Regions from separate parts of the Gossypium hirsutum genome. Here region 2 is linked to region 1. Evidence: chromatin contacts called from public Hi-C data. All regions are on one chromosome and are shown on one strand. Each heading gives the region's core, a stretch centred on a gene start, on an enhancer-like site or on the middle of the called end of the contact. The rest is flanking DNA. Distances are from core to core; before and after follow the strand shown.

Region 1 (2,665 bases), core at 95-2,594:
TACTTCATCCTTCCTCAATTTTTAAACCAAAAAAAAAAAAAACCAAACTTTGAACCCACTTACAGAATTAACCCATATGGACAAAGAAGCAGAAGATACAAACAATCAGAAAAAATCAATATAAGCGTAATACATATATATTTTTATAATATAGAAGCAAATGCAATAGTTTCCAACCAATGTTTTGTGCAGGCAAGAAAGAGAACAAAATAAGAGAATCATGTGATGCAACTACAGTTGCATTTAGAAGAGAATGATATATCACCACCAACAGCCAAATACAATGAATTAACTTATACCCCACAAGACCACACCTTTCTCTTTCTCAGATTTCTAACTGAAGCTTAGTAAAACCTTTCATTTTCTTTTGCTTGATAAAGCTCGGATTTTTTATTTATTTTTTTTTTTTGCAGTAAAGGAAAGGTAAAGTTGCTCTTATATTATTAGTTCCTTTAATAATGGAGTTTGTTTGGTAGTAACTCAGAAATAAATGAAAGAAGACAAGGCAAAACCAATTTACCCCTCTCCATTAGACCATTCAGAACTGTTAACAGACCCTATTTATTGTAAATGAAGACTATATGAACATAAGATGGGCAGCCCCATGTGCTGCAAATAATCCCCATGAGATGAATCCAAATGCACTTTTGTCTTTTTAGATTAAAAAAACCCGGCATTTTGATTACATCATCCCTCGTCCTTGTTACTGTGTCTACAATTGTTACTGACTCCCTATCTATTTCTTTTATCAATACTAAACTTCATTCTGGAAACAGCTGTAGCACCCGTAGATGATTGATAGATAGATAGACAAAACCCATTTAAGTTACAAACTTTGCTGAAAAAACCATCCCCTTTAACCTTTTACTGAAACAACTACAACTAAATAGATATAGAGAAACTTACCCCAGTCCTTTTTTCTGGCAAATTCCAATGGCCACCAAGTGGAAACCTCGTTGCATTTAGCTCTAGACTCTACACAAGCTTGGAACTTCCATTTATGGTAGCTGATATGTGCAAAACTATAAGCATGTGAAAGGATCTGAATTTTATGAGATGAAATGATGCTCTTTTGGATGGATTTGAAGATCAAATGAACACAGACTTGAAGGTTTCAACCGACAATACGAACATTGTTCAGTAAAACAGAATCAAAATTGGATTAGAGAACGTGGAGAGAAGCTATAGATAATTTGATCCCATGAAAATGGATTGATGGAGCATGATTTTTTAATGAAGAAATAATATAAGGAGATTATCGTGAGCGGGAATATTGGCAAGCTTGTCAAATATAGCCTTTAGACTTTTGTCCTTTCATGTCATGTAACTTATGTTCATCACTTTAAACGTAAACTTGGCCGTTCCATGTTTGTAGGTTGATATATTCGCTAAAAATGTGAAAATTGATGAATTGAGTATTAATTCGATTTACATTAAAGTTATAAATTTAAATGCGTTAAAATGTATTACAGATAAGAAGAGACAAAAATTTAAAAATTAAAATATATTTTAAGTAAAAAATTTAAAAATTAAAATATATTTTAAGTAATTTTTGTAGGATTGATAATCAAATTATTATGCCATTGATTTATGGGTTAAAACCCATTTTATTATTATTTTTATTCATTAATATTCAATGCAATAATTTTCATTATGTGTAATATTCATGTAGAACTCATCTATTTAATGTAAAAATCAATTTGTGAATGGTGATTGAATATGTATTAAATATTAATTGATAAAAAAATAGAGTGAGTTAAACCCTAATTCATAGGATTTGATTAAATAAATTATTTAAAAAATAATAAATTATTTAAAAAAAACTACTTCAATTAAATTGTATCAATTCGTGAGTCAATTGGTTTGATGCTTCTTTCTAGACCGATGCCCCGATAGGTTCAGTTCGGTTCAAAGAATTACAACTCTAAGTATACATACACATTGTACGTTTAGAATTTAGTCTTATTTTTTTTTAATAATTTAATTTTTATTTTTTAAATTTAAAAATTTATTTTCAAATTATAACCACGTAACATTTTAATTGAATAGTAATTATATGAATTAATTAATAATATCATTAACATAAAATGATTAAATCTTAAATTTAAGCGTATTAAAAATTAAAATTACAAATTAACTATTTTTATAAAATGGAGAAAGAAAAAACGAAGTATGGTGTGTGTGCAACGTGTCAGCCTTAGAAAAGTTATTTACTTTCCATTTATATCCTCAAATTTAAAAAATATAATAAATGTTTGTCATTTATATGTAGGTATATAAATTATTAGCATCTTAACCAAATGAAAAAAAAAGAAGCAGCTTATTTTATCCTTCTTGATTGCCACTTCTAGAAGTTTCAACTAGTATTATATTGGTGCTGTATGGCCCTTCCCTGAGCTTAATGGAATTCACAATAATATAAAATTCAAGCATTAGCAAAACCATAGTATATAAAACTTTTCAAGTACAAAAATGAAATAAAAAAGATAAGTTTAAATGATGAGAGTTAAATGAGATAATAAAAATATTTCCTATTTTAGTTAGTAGTCAAAATTTAATTTTAATTATGAATATAAAATAATTTTAACAATAATAACTAATATCTACTTTTTAATGAAGTTATAAAATGCAAAAAATTTAATTATTAATAATTTTAATAAATACA
Region 2 (2,665 bases), core at 42-2,541, 260 kb after region 1:
TCACACCCTGAAAGATGAAAAGATTGGAGTTCTTCTGAATACGCCAAATGATAATTCCAAAAAGACACTTCCAATCAACCTCCCCAAAGCAAATTTCATAATGGTTCTGCAAATTTGAAATGAGCCATTCTTGTAGATTGCCAGGGTAAAACCTGCAAAGTCTATCAGTAGGGATTAAAAAGTTCTAAATTTTCTCTGCTGCAGTGCAATCCCTTATGGCATGCAACACATCTTCTGAAATATGACCACAAACTCAATACGTCGAACTATGACACAAGCTCCTACAGACTCTTTATGTGTTGGTGAGTAATCTCTGCTTGAGCACTAGCCAAACAAAAAATCTAACCCTTTGGGGGATTTTGAACTTCTAAGGGATCTTCTAGACATCTTTATTCTATTTCCAGGAATATTCCCAAATTTTCCCATGGGCACTTTTAACAGAGAAGGAACCAATTCCTCATTCCTCCCTAGATAATCCTGTCAACTCTTGCTGTTGCGTGATGTAGGGGTGTCCCAATAATCTTTTGAATGATTCTCTTAGGCAACCACAGCCGAAACAAATCAAGGTTCCAATTACCATCATCAGCAACCATATCAATAAGCAAGTAGTCCAAATCAAGACTAGTATGTCCGGGAATCAGATTAACAAGAGGCATACATTCGGAACCTATGGATCACACCAACACCTGATATTTCCCTTATCCCTCACTAGTCAAAGCAAATTCTCCCGAATAAGTGGCAAAACCTTAGTAAGGGCTCTCCACAAAAAAGAGCCTCTAATGCGGGACAGAGTTTCTGGAATTCCAACAACTACCCCGTACTTTGCTTGAAGCACCTATGCCCAGAAAGCTTTAGAATTAGCCACAATTCTAAAACCCAACTTCATAATGAAGAAAGTGTTATGGTCTTGTAACTTTCAAAAACCAAGATCGTCATGCTCCCGAGGCTGACATACATCCTTCTTAACTGACCAAAGCCGCTTTCCTACCATTACTCGATGACCCTCAAACAAACTGGCGCACCATACATTCGATTTTCTCACAAAGACCCTTAGGAATCAGCATTGATTGCATGAAATAGCTAGGAATAGCTAGTAAGACCAATTGCGCCAGGGTGGCCCTATCAGCTAAAGACAACTACCTTGCATCCCATCTCTGCAATTTACTCTGAACTTTATCCACCACAAAACACAAAGAGCTATTGGTTACTCTATCATGAAACAAAGGTACTCCCAAATAGCTCCCAAGATTACACACTACTAAATCCAAGAATATGGCACAAAATATCTCCTAAGAATTCACTTACCCCTTTTAAAAAGCAAACATTCGTTTTATGTCTTTAAAATTTAAAAATGTGACGAAATTTTATTAATACCTAAATACATTAATTTTTAACATCTTAATATGAATTATTTCCTATTTTTAAATATCATATACATATAAATTTTATTAAGCAAATCGCTATATCTATGTCCAGTCTACGTGGCGAACACAGCTCTAAATGCCTGCATTAATTGGTCAACAATCTTAGGCATGGAAAAATTGATCTTATCTCCTTGGTCGAAATTTCATTTCATTCACCCATTACTCCATCATGGAAAATTCTACTTTCGAATGCTAGACATCTAAGATATTGTTCGTTTCATCATCTTCTCTCGTTCCATCTCCGATCTCTATTCATCATCATCAATGGCATCGAGTTCAGGAATTACAGCTATAGGTAATCTTTTAATTAATTTCTTCTTCTTCTTCCTCTTCCATATGTCGAAACAAACTGATCATAAATTCACTTGTAACCATCTGCAGTAATCGCGGTCATCATGATTCTTGTCTTAATGTTCCTTCTCAGTTGTATTAGATGGTATCAAAAGAAAATTGTTCGTCTTCCCCTTCTCCACTTTCCGAAACTAACAGCAACCATGAATCAATTCCTCAACGACATAGAAAAGGAGAAACCAATCCGATTCACCTCTCTCCAGCTAAGGATCGCCACCGATAATTTCTCCACTTTGTTGGGTTCAGGGGGTTTCGGAGCTGTATACAAGGGTGTTCTCAGCAATGAAACCATGGTAGCTGTCAAGGTTCTCCATGGAACCTCGGATAAAAGAATCGAGCAACAATTCATGGCGGAAGTGGGCACAATAGGCAGAGTTCATCATTTTAACTTGGTTCGACTTTATGGCTTCTGCTTTGACAAGAACCTGAGGGCATTAGTTTACGAATACCTGCCAAATGGTTCACTTGACAGGTTTTTATTTACCCAAGAAAAGAAATTAGGATTCGAGAAACTCCATGAAATTGCTGTAGGAACTGCGAAAGGAATTGGTTACTTGCATGAAGAATGTCAACAACGAATCATTCACTATGACATAAAGCCTGAAAACATTCTATTAGATTCAAAATTTTGTCCCAAAGTAGCTGATTTTGGTTTGGCCAAGCTATGCAACAGGGAAAACACTCATATGAGCATGACAGGAGGTCGAGGAACTCCAGGGTATGCAGCACCGGAACTTTGGATGCCATATCCAATAACCCACAAGTGTGATGTTTATAGCTTTGGGATGCTATTGTTTGAGATCATAGGCCGGCGGAGGAACCTTAACGTCCAACTTCCGGAGAGCCAAGAGTGGTTCCCGAGATGGGTGTGGAAGAACATTGAGAGCAAT

What was found. Hi-C and Micro-C count contacts between places; a contact is called where the count stands out from the background.
Region 2: a contact with region 1 is called in a Hi-C map of leaf, with 2.6 times the contacts expected there. The contact joins the promoter of LOC107904445 here to the promoter of LOC107957451 in region 1. A contact is called at or near these places in 2 of 34 Hi-C or Micro-C datasets (hypocotyl and leaf).

What each region holds. Positions count from the first base shown.
Region 1 is chrA05:32,768,242-32,770,906 of Gossypium_hirsutum_v2.1, forward strand. It overlaps LOC107957451 (potassium transporter 2), which reads right to left and starts at 1,345. Exons shown (of 10, transcript XM_016892969.2): 1 at 907-1,345.
Region 2 is chrA05:33,032,054-33,034,718 of Gossypium_hirsutum_v2.1, forward strand. LOC107904445 (G-type lectin S-receptor-like serine/threonine-protein kinase At5g24080) reads left to right here and starts at 1,292. Exons shown (of 2, transcript XM_016830833.2): 1 at 1,292-1,719; 2 at 1,806-2,665. The coding sequence starts at 1,689.